Linked DNA regions of Oryctolagus cuniculus: region 1 is linked to region 2. A link is a contact called in public Micro-C data. All regions are on one chromosome and are shown on one strand. Each heading gives the region's core, a stretch centred on a gene start, on an enhancer-like site or on the middle of the called end of the contact. The rest is flanking DNA. Distances are from core to core; before and after follow the strand shown.

The links. A called contact is a pair of places that touch in the nucleus more often than the background predicts.
Region 1: a Micro-C map of ear pinna shows a contact between it and region 2, with 6 times the contacts expected there. The contact joins the promoter of NUBP1 here to the promoter of SOCS1 in region 2. A contact is called at or near these places in 2 of 6 Hi-C or Micro-C datasets (ear pinna and an unstated tissue).

What each region holds. Positions count from the first base shown.
Region 1 is chr19:25,741,929-25,747,419 of mOryCun1.1, forward strand. It overlaps NUBP1 (NUBP iron-sulfur cluster assembly factor 1, cytosolic), which reads right to left and starts at 2,706. Exons shown (of 12, transcript XM_070065006.1): 1 at 1,810-2,706; 2 at 399-1,082; 3 at 216-320. The coding sequence starts at 420.
Region 2 is chr19:25,345,336-25,351,102 of mOryCun1.1, forward strand. SOCS1 (suppressor of cytokine signaling 1) reads left to right here and starts at 2,779. Exons shown (of 2, transcript XM_008257720.4): 1 at 2,779-2,900; 2 at 3,379-4,461. The coding sequence starts at 3,429. The coding sequence ends at 4,064.

The sequences.
Region 1 (5,491 bases), core at 1,456-3,955, 400 kb after region 2:
CTCGCCCACTCAAGCCCCGCCCCTCACCCCACCCACTCCACGCCCCGCCTCCTCTGGCCCCGCCCCTTCCGCCACACTCTTACCTCCTAGCCCGCGCCTGTCACTCATCCCTCAGGTCCCGCCCCGACTACTACCGCCCACTTTCTCCCGCCCCAGGCTCCCCACTTCCGGGCCTGCGCTTTTCACTTCCTGTTCAGGCCTGGTCCCTTCCTTACCCGGGTCCGGAGCGGCGCCAGCCCCAGAGGCACACAACCGTTGGTTGGGGCATCCCTGACAGGAGGCCCCTCGGCCCGCCTGGGCGCTGTCAGCCCCGGGACAGTCTGCGCGGAGACAGGATTATAGTTAGAACAGCTCGCATCGCTTCCGCCCTGCCGCCCGCGCGCGCTCTGCGAGCTCACCGTGAGGAACCTCCTCCTCCATGCCGCCACCCTGGCCGCCGACCCGGTCACCGGAACCGGCCGAGGCGCATTTCCGCCCGGCGGGCCCAATCTGCCCCTCCAGGCGCGCGAAATAAGTGTCGGGAGAGGAGGGCTGTGCGCACGCGCGGAACGTGCCGTGGGCGGGTTTGGAACTTAGGTGCGGCTGCGGTAAAACTTGAGAAGGCGGCTCCCGAGGGTAGGGGGGTCCGTTCTCCGTGACCCCCCTTTGCTTGCTTGTGAGGGAGGCATAGGCGTTGCCCCCAGAGGTTGCGTCTCGGAGAAGCAGGTGGCCCGGGGCTGGGGGCGCGGTGGTCTGGGGCCCCGGGGACACCGGCGCGCGGGAGCTGCTGCAGCCCCGGGCCCACGGTCACGCCGCCCCGTGTCGCCTTGCGTCGGTCCTTGGCTTCTGCAGAGCCCGGACCCTGGGCTTGCAGGCGATCCCGTGCGCTCCGGGCGTCTGGCCTGCGTCCTGTCCCAGGATTCGCTTCAGGCCGAGTTTTGGGAAGGTGGGGGGGGAGGGGCGGAGCACGCGTGGAGGATGTGTCCCACGGGGGGCGCTCAGTGCCACGTCGGGGGCGTCGTTACTGGCCGCGGCGGGGGCCGGGGGTGCTCTGTAAGGAACTCTCTCGACCTTCCGGGGTTGTTTCTCCTTTTTCCTGGAGCCTTAAGCGATTTAATCGATGCTTTATAACAAGCTACCGTGTTTGTCTTGGGCCAGCCCCCCGCCCCCAGTACGCAGCCTGCGCCCTTCAGGCCGGCCCCCGTCTCCCTTGGCTTCGAGTCCAGCGGCTTTGGGCCTCTGCTGGCTCTCACCCTCCCTCCGCCCGCGGGCTGCGGTCGGTGGAGACCGGTGTGCAGAGGCCAAGGTCTGCGTGTTGCGCATGCCCGTTGCGGCCCGAGCAGCCTGGCTTAGGGCTTGGCGTCGCCTGGAGCAGAGATCGGACTTCACCCGCCCCAGGCGCCAGGGATGCGGGTCCTGTTTGTTCAGCAGTACTGTGTCAGGTGCCCACGGCCAGCACCTTGGGCCCAGAGAGGCTGAGTGCCTCGCCCAGGGTCGCACAGCCCGCAGGCGCCGCTGGAACGCCTCGGTGCAGAGGCCTGGTTAGGGGCAGCCACGAGTGAGTGTGCCACGCTGCAGAGTCCCAGCAGAGGAGCCCGACCTCTCACCTCGCTCCCCGCCCACGCTCCCCGCCCACCCCCGTCTCGCCTGCGGGGTGAGGTCACGTCCTTCCTAGCCTGAGCGGAAAAGCAGAAATGCGGTCCCTCTCCCCCTCCCCCCCTCTCCCTCCCTCCCTCTCCCCCCTTTCCCTCCCCCTCTCCCTCTCCCCCTCCCTCCCTCTCCCTCTCCCTACTCCCCCCCCCCCCCCCCCCCGTGGGCTAGCCTGAGCACCTCTGCGGGGCAGCTGGGCGAGACTGGGAACTGACAGCCCTGTCATCAGGTTCTGTTGCTCAGAGCACCCTGGGGCAGCCCAGGTTCAAGGGCTGGGCAGACAGACTCTGCTGGCCCCAGCAGGTGTATCAAGTGCCGTTTTTGACCTCACAGTGATGTCTGCACGATCCTCACGCCACGCCCCTGCCCCCAGCTCCCCACACATGTCGATCTGTGTCACTCTGCTGCTCATTAACCATCAGTGGCTCCTGATGGCCCCAGCACAAGCACTGATTTTCACATCGTGTTCTGTAGCCTCCTGGACTCATTTGCATCCTCCGGCTTCAGTTCTTGCTGAATGCCACCAGGAACCCTGAACTCGACCCACTGAACAGCTGGCTTTGCCCCGGCACCTCGGTCCAAGTCTCTGTGGCTTACACGGGCCCATCGGCCAGGGAAGTCCACCCTGTCCGGCCTTTACCCAGTCCTCTGGGACCCGTGAGGGTTGAGCAGCAGCTCACAGAGCCATTCCTGGCCCATGGAACTCATTGTCCTCTCCTTTCCCGATACATGTGTTCCAAAGTCTGACTGTGGGGGCCAGCGCTGTGGCATAGTGGGTAGAGCTATGTCTGGAAAAAAAAAAAAAAAGAAATGGTGGCATCCCCTGTGGGTGCTGGTTCAAGTCCCGGCTGCTCCACTTCTGATCCAGCTCCCTGCTAATGGCCTGGGAAAAACAGTGGAAGATGGCCCAAGTGTTTGGGCACCTGCCACCCACGTGGGAGTCACGGATGAAGCTCCTGGCTCTTGGCTGTGGCCTGGCCCAACCCTGGCCATTGTGGCCATCTGAGGAGTGAACCAATGGATGGAAGATCTCTTTCTCTCTCTGTAACTGTATCAAATAAATAAATAAATAATTTAAAAAAGTCTGAGTTTGCGTTTCTATTCCGTATCCTCCTGAGTATGAGCACTCCAAACAATAAAAATCTGCACTGGAAATTTTGTGCAAATTGCCCATGATACTTAGTTCTGTGAGCTTGAAAGAAATTATTACTTTAGTCTCCCCAGTTGAAGATGGTAAAACTACAAAATTAAAAAAAGTTATTGCTTGAAATTTACAGAATTAAGTACCAGAAGACTCAAGCAGCTAAATGTAAAAATGATTTCAAAAATAAATTTTGGGGACAGGTATTTGTCATAGCATTAGGATGCCACTTGGGAACCCATGTTCCATGTTAGAGTCCTGGATCCGCTTCTGATGCCAGCTTTCTGCCGATGTGCACCCTGGGAGGCAGCAGAGGATGGCTCTAGTGTCTGGGTCCCTGCCACCCATGTGGGAGACCCAGGTTGAGTTCTAGGCTCCTGGCTTTGGCCTCAGCTGTTGCAGGCATCTGGAGAGAGAACCAGCAAAAGAGCTCTTTTTTTTTTTTTTTGTCTTTCAATTAAATTGAAAAAAAAAATTATAAAGATTTATTTACTTGTTAGGCAGAGAGAGGGAGAAACAGAGAGAGGTCTTCCATCCACTGGTTCACTCCCCAAGTATCCTCAATGGCTGGAGCTGGGGTGACACGAAACCAGGAGCCAGGAGCTGCTTCCAGGTCTCTCCCATGCTGGTGCAGGGCAGGCATTTGGAAAATCTTTCCCAAGCCATCAGCAGGGAACTGGATTGATACCCATACGGGATGCTGGTGTCACAGGCAGAAGCTTAACTTACTAGGCCACAGAGCTGGCCCCTAAAAACATTTTTAATTAAAAAATAAATTTGCAAAACTATATAGACGGCGAAAAGATCAGTGGTTGCCAGGAGTTTGGGGAGAGGGAGAGGGCAGGAGAGAGGAGTAGTTGGAGGGCAGAGGGTTTTTAGGGCAGTGAAAGTACCATGTGTGATGTTGTCACAGCGTGTTCATGTCATTGTACACTTGTCAGATCCTGTAGCATGTACACTGGCCAGAGCGACCCCTAAGGTAAACTGAACTGTGGACTTCAGTTAATCCAGCCTTCTGCCCTTGGTTCATCGACACTGACGCAAGATGGTAACAACAGAGGAAAGCAAGGGAGAGAAGGGGATTATGTGGGGATTCTTTGAACTTTCTGCTTAAGTTTTCTGTTTGCCTAAAACTGTTCTAAAAACAAAGTCTGTCCATTTTTAAAGTGTGTTTATACTCCTGAAATGTTTGAAGTTTAATCTGCACGAAGACAAGTGCGCATACTTTCTATAGCAAGGCTTCTTTTTATTTATTTGAAAGGGAGGGAGAGCGAGCGAGCGAGCGAGTGAACAAGAGCGCTTTCATCTGCTGGTTCACTTCTCAAATGCCTGCAACAGACAGAGCCAAGCCAGCCCAATGCCAGAAGCTAGGAACCCAGTCCAGGGCTCTCACGTGAGCCAGGGACTCAAGTACTCAAGCCATCTCTGCTGTCTCCCAGGTGCGCCTCAGCAGGAAGCTGGAATTAGGATCAGAGCCAGGACTTGAGCTGAAGCACTCTGATGTGGGATGCGTATGTCCAAGTGGGTTTCTTTTTTTAAGATTTATTTATTTATTTGAAAGGCAGAGTTCCATAGAAGCAGAGGCGGGGGGGGGGGGGATCGTCCATCTGCTGGTTCACTCCCCAAGTAGCTGCAACAGCTGGAACTGGGCCGACCCGAAACCAAGAGTCAGGAATTTCTTCCAGTCTCCCACGAGGGTGCAGGGGCCCAAGCACTTGGGACATCTACTGCCTTCCCAGGTCAAAACAGAGAGCGGGATCGGAAGCGGAGCAGCCAGGACTTGAACCGGTGCTCATATGGGATGGCGGCACTGCAGGTGGAGGCTTTACCTGCTACGCCACAGCGCCAGCCCCCCAAGTGGTGTCTTAGCCTCTGTGCCGAATGCCCACCCCCACCCCCACCCCCACCCCCACCCCCACCCCCAGCAGGGTGTTCTAACCCAGCTGCACATTATAATCACCTGGAGTTTCAAAGCATGCCGGGTCCTCGCACACACCAATTCAGTCGCGGTCTTGGGGGTGGGGTCTGGGCGTGTTTTTAAGCTCAGTCTCCCCATGGCACCAAGAGTGCCTCGTGGGGACAGGTGAGGCGGGTGAGCAGATGCACTGGGGTTTATAGCTCACGCTCTGGAGCCAGACACGTGCAGATGCTGCCTCGTGCTTATGAGCAGAACCACACCGGGCAAATCATTCATGTCTCCAAGCCTCAGCTTGCTCATCTGTAAAATAAGGAGATAAAAGCATTTTCTGCACGAGGTTGCTGGGGGGATAAAATCATTGAATGTGTTTCACGGCGCCCAGAGCTCCCAGAGGGCAGAGCTGCAATCCATGTTTGTGTTTGAGTAAACTCAGGGGTGTAGTTCAGAGATCACATCCTTCACCCGCATTTACAAGTGGGGATCTGAGGCCTGTGTGGGAAAAGTCACCCAATCACACGGTAGATTAGTAGATGAAACAAAACTAGAACCTGGGCCAAACTGGCTGAAAACCTGGTGCTGATTCAGCGGGACAGGGACATTGGAAACAGGTGCAGGCAGTCCCAGCGTCCTGTGAGATGACGGTTAACACACACAGGAGGCACCTGCTGTTCCTGGATTGCACCATTAGGGGGCGATCTTCCCCTACTTATGATGAAGGCAATCAGGAAGTAAGTAGAGAATTTTTCTGCCTTTGGATCCAGTAAAAAATATCTAATAAGGGATTTTATACACAGCAGGCACTT
Region 2 (5,767 bases), core at 1,529-4,028:
TCCAGAGCCCATTTTGCAGATGGGCAAACCAGGCCCCGAGAGGCAGAGGGATTAGCTGGGAAAGAGCAGGCCGGGTCCTGCTCTGGAGTCTGAGCTCCCAAGGGGTTCCCGCTGCCTGGCACCCCTCCGGGAACAATGGCCTGGGGACAGATGCTTGGCAATCCGCCAATGTCTTTTTCCCTTGCGGCATCTGGATTTAGTTTCATTTTGAACTCAGGACTTCAGAAACTGAAAGCAAAGTCACGTGACTGTCAGCGGAGGCTCTGAGAACGCAGCAGCTTGTGCCTGTCACACAGCAATTGTGCAACCTGGCCGGGTGGAGCAGGGGCCAGGCCTGCTCAGCAGGCCAGGAAACGGAGACTCACAAGGATCCAAAGCCACGTCAATGCCGCGGCTGAGGCCACGACCTGGAACCTCCCCAGCGTGATAAACTGCAGGGAAGCCGGCAGCCCTGCGCGCCCCTCGCGGTCAGCTCAGGGCCCGGGGGGTCTGTCTGGGGTATTCGGTGTCCACTGCTTTTCCAGCAGACATGCCAGGATGGGGACCACCAGGAACGGGGGAGTGGAGAATGAGACTACCGCAAAGGGCAAGGGCGAGCAGTGTGGGGTCAGATAGCCTGACTTGAGTCCCTGCTCAGCCCTTCTGAGCTGTGTGTCCTTAAGCAAGTGACTCCCTCCTCTGAGTCTCAGTTTTCCTCTCTGTGCAATGGGTCAACTGGATTCTGATGTCAATTCGATGATCTCAGGATGTAAAGCAGTGAGCACAGTCAGCTTTGGCCAAGCGGTCACAGCAGATGAAGGCAAGGGTGCATGGGATGGGTGGGAGACACCAGGGAGTGGGAGGGACAAGAGGGGGTGGTCCCAGTCCCCAGCATAGGGGGTAGCTCTCAAGCAGCCACTGAGGCCACCACAGGGGACAGGATGGGCGTATGGGCCATTAGCTACGTACAGAGCTCTGTGCACCAGTGAGCGCCGCAAGCTCAGGAGCCCGCCCTGCCTGGCTGCCTCTTCTGGCCCTGGACCACCTGTCCCCAGCTCAGGTGAGAAGGGGGTCTGGTTTACCCCCAGAAGCACCCATCTGCCCCCTCAGCCATGCCCCTGGGGCAGGACTAGGAAAACACAAAGGACGAAGCATGTGCGTGCGGCCCCTGGGGTGAGCACCCGACGCACAGTCACTCGCCATCGGCTAGCCCCTCCATTCTCACCCGTCTCCAGCAGACAGCTTCGTCACAGGCACGGGGCCGCAAGGCTGGAGAGCAGCAGCACTGGAACTGGGTCTGGGCCCAGAGACGAGCTTTGAACTCTGACCGAGCTTTGTATCTTACGCCCCCGCCCCCCCCAGCAGATGCTCCATCCACAGCACCGGACCCCTGGCATATGCACGGCTCTGCATCTTCTCTCTGGTCCCCTTGCACGTGTGCCTGCGCGCGTGCGTGTGCACAAACACACACACACACCCGGGATCACACGGATGGGCACACCACAGACCACCACCAGCCTCAGACACACACAACCTCCAGGAGCTGATGGGGCTCCTCACCGGCTTGTGTCTGGGCCAGACCCGGTGGGTCGTGTCCAGGAGGAAACACAGGATTGGCCTGTGCTTGGGGGATTGCGCCAGCAGGGAGGCGGGAAGGAGGGCCCAGCTTCCAGGAGAGGAGCCATCTGGGCTGCAGCCCGAGAGCCGCCTGCAGAGGGCAGTGTGTGCCAGCGGGAGGCGGTCACCAAGCCCCCAGCCTGGGGGCCTTCCTTGGGACCCCTCCTGTCCGTGGCTTTGCCCGACAGAGTCACTAAATCACACACCTGCACAAATCACAGCCCTACCCCCGCCCCCCATATCCAGCCCAGGATGCGGCTGTGCGTTTGGGGAGGGGGCGGACTGTGAAGTGCAGCGCTCTGCGAAGTGGCTGCGGGGAGGGGAGGCCCAGGTACCCAGAGGCTTGGAGCCCGCACACCTGAAAAGGCCCCGTTTTCCCACTGGAAAACTGCCTTTCACAGTGCAGTCTGAAGGTACCCAGCTGCCCCGCTCCCCGGAATGAAGATGGGGAGAGCGGGCGCCGGATCGGGGCCTGCCCTGCCCTCCCTGGCGGCTCAGTTTCCTCGGCTGTCGCCAGCAGGAGCGCTCGGAAGCGGACGGAGACAGCTGGGGACCTTGCCCAGCCGCGCCCGGTTTCCGAGGAACTCAGCGGCCGGCGTCGCTGGGTTCTTCTGAAGCCTGTGGTCAAGCAGCCGCTTCCTGGGAAGCGCGAGCAGGGGCTGGGCACTGCGGGACCCCGGGGGCGGGTGACAGGGGCGCAGAGCCGCGAGGTCCCCCCTCCCCGAGCCTCAGCGCAAGCAGGGACAGCTCGGACCACAAGGTCGGGGAGAGCTACGGGGGCTGCCTGCAGGGGAGCCAAGGGCAGAGCCTTGGCGCCCAGAGCCCGCGGGGGACGGGGCGTGTAGGGACCAGCGCAGGCGGCGCACAGGGCACGGAGGAGACCCGGGGCCGGCGGGAGCAGGGCAGGAGTGGGGACGCCGGCTCTGAAGCGGGCTTCCGAGAAGCGCCCAGAAGATTCGGGAGGTGGGGCCAGAGGCCTCCGGCAGAGGGGTGCAGGACGGGCGCGAGGACGCCCCGGTGTCCCGGGAGCGTGGAAGAGAAGCTGGGCGCCACCGCGGAAAGAGAAACCGAAAGCGGCGCCTGAAGGGGGGCGGCGCCTGCGGGGCGGGGCCCGAAGGGGCGGGGCCTCCGCCGGCGCCCAGCCCCGCCTACCAGGCCAGTTAAAAGACTGGTGCAGGGGCGGGCGCCGAGCAGAGCGAGCTGCGGCCGTGGCAGCTGCACGGCTCTCGGCCCCGGAGCATGCGCGAGAGCCGCCCCGGAGCCCCCTGCCGCCCCGCCCGCGGCGCTCCGCGCCCCGCCGCCAGGTGAGCCCGGCACTGGGCAAGGAGGCGGGAGGGAAAAGGGAGGAAAGGCGAGGAAAAGGGCGCCCGGGAGCCGGGCCGGCTTCGGTGGGTAACGGCCGCCATGCCTCGGGTCCCCGCCGGCCGGCCCCACCCAGGCCGCCCCCCGCGCGCGCGCGGGGTTCCCAAAGCGCAGTCCTTTCTCCAGCCTTTGCCCAGCGCGCCCAGCTCGGGCGCCAGTGCCCTGCCTGGCCAGCAGGCGGCGGCCGCGGGGCGGCGAGCGGCGGGCCGGACAGCCGGAGCCGGGACGGGCTTCTCTCCTGCACCCCTCTCCACGCCCCGCGCGGAGCTGGACTCCGCCCCCCACTCCCCGTGCCTGGACGGGCGGAGTGCCTGAAAAGGCCGTGTTCTAGACGAGCCCACCGAGGCTCCCTGCAGCCGCGCGCCTCCCCTTCCCACGCGCGGCCGCCGCGCCGGCTCACTGCCTCTGTCTCCTCACCAGCGCACCCCCGGACGCTATGGCCCTCCCCTCCGGCTGGCCCCTCGTGTAGGATGGTGGCACACAACCAGGTGGCAGCCGACAATGCAGTCTCCTCGGCAGCAGAGCCCCGACGGCGGCCGGAGCCTTCCTCCTCTCCCTCCTCCTCGCCCGCGGCCCCTGCGCGCCCGCGGCCGTGCCCGGCGGCCCCGGCCCCGGCCCCTGGCGACACGCACTTCCGTACATTTCGCTCGCACGCCGACTACCGGCGCATCACGCGCACCAGCGCGCTCCTCGACGCCTGCGGCTTCTACTGGGGGCCCCTGAGCGTGCACGGCGCGCACGAGCGGCTGCGCGCCGAGCCCGTGGGCACCTTCCTGGTGCGCGACAGCCGCCAGCGGAACTGCTTCTTCGCCCTCAGCGTGAAGATGGCCTCGGGCCCCACGAGTATCCGCGTGCACTTCCAGGCCGGCCGCTTCCACCTGGACGGCAGCCGCGAGACCTTCGACTGCCTCTTCGAGCTGCTGGAGCACTACGTGGCGGCGCCGCGCCGCATGCTGGGCGCCCCGCTGCGCCAGCGCCGCGTGCGGCCGCTGCAGGAGCTGTGCCGCCAGCGCATCGTGGCCACCGTGGGCCGCGAGAACCTGGCGCGCATCCCCCTCAACCCCGTCCTCCGCGACTACCTGAGCTCCTTCCCCTTCCAGATCTGACCGGCCGCGCCTACCGTGCAGGCAGCATTAACGGGGTGGGGGGTGCCCGCCGTATTATTTCTATTATTATTATAATTATTTGCCTGGAACCATATGGGTGCCCTCCCGCCGGGCCGGAGGGAGCGGTGGGGGGTGGGCGCGCCCCTCCTGGGGCTCCCTCTGGGCCCCCTGGTTGGTGTAGCAGCTTGATTTAACCGGATCTGGGGCCAGGACCTGAACTCGCACCCCTGCCTCTTCATGTTTACATAGACCCAGTATCTTTGCACAAACCAGGGGCCGGGGGAGGGTCTCTGGCCTTATTTTTCTGCTGTGCAGAATCCTATTTTATATTTTTTACAGCCAGTTTAGGTAATAAACTTTATTATGAAAGTTTTTTTTTTTTTAAAGAAAAAAGGTCTGGACGGTGTGTACTTTGGGCCAGAGTCGTCCCTGGGAGGCCGGTGGGTTGGACTCCGGGGAGGCAGCCTGGGTCTGGGGGGGTGGCAGGTGGTCCAGCCTGCTGTGTGCCAGTCCTGTGGGGGCTCTGCTGGCTGCAGCTCGCTCGGTCCTGTGGAGAGCCACCCTGCCGAGGAGGCACAGGCGCCTGGCCCCATTTCACAGAAGAGAAAACCAGGCGAGGGGCCGGCTGCCCCGAGGCCGTTTCTGTGTGTGTCCACCCAGGATCTCGGAGATGGGTGACACAGAGGAAACTCGCTGGTTCTGAGACCACAACAACTTCCAGGAAGAGGGTGGGGGCAGCCGGGAGGAGGGGGCGCCGACGGCGGGGATGCAGGGGCAGGGGCGGACTTCCTTCTTCCCGCCCCGTCGGGACCTGTGTACTTTTTGGTGAACACACTTTGGAGTCAGAACTAGGCTCTGTGGTCTGCGGCAGAGCGAGGGCCTGCTGGCGGCTCTGGGTAAATCCCTGTGGCTCCCCAGGCCTCCGCCTGGGCCCTCGCTCAGGCGGGGAGGCCAGGGCTGCTCTGGTCGCTGGCCCAGGATGCGGCTTTCACGGCTACTCCTGCACCCGTGGCCGGCCTGGCAGAGGGGCGGAGAACTGATTCATTCTCAGGTTAGGCGGCCTCGTGGACACGTGCCACGGTGTCCAGCAGCCTGGACGCACTGAGGGTGCAGTGTCCTCATCGTGTAGGGCTGCAGGGCTGGGCTTGTCTGGGCTTTGATAGGCTCGGCTCCAGGTGTGAGGGGAGGGTGGCCCGGAGAGCTGGAGCCCACAGCTGCTGTCCAGCCCCCTCTAGGAGGGCCAGGGGAGGGGGACGTCCCTGCTGTTGCTCTTCCAGAACCACCTCCTCACCCCTCACTGGCTGCCCCGTCTGGCCTGGGGCGGTGCCTACAGGGATGGAAGGCGGCCTCCGGGAAGGCCTCAGCACCAGCCCCCGCCCAGGGGCTGCGGCGCGGCCCTGTGCCATCCTCCCCGCCAGCCCCCACCCGGCAGATGGCAGAGCAGGGCGCAGGGCCCACCGAGGTGGCCGGCCTGTGCTGTCCAGAGGCCACCCCAGGACCTGTGGCGCAGGTACGCGCCCAGGCCCTGCTCGCCCAGGTGACGCATTCGGCCCGCCGGCATGGCACCCGCTTCACAGATGGGGAAACGGGACCTCATCTCGAGAGGGAGGACCGCGCAGGCACTCTGCAATAGGTTCAGGGTTTTTTCTTCCTCCTTTGAGAAAAGTTTAAAACCCAAATTTTCATTACACGGTGCTGAATAC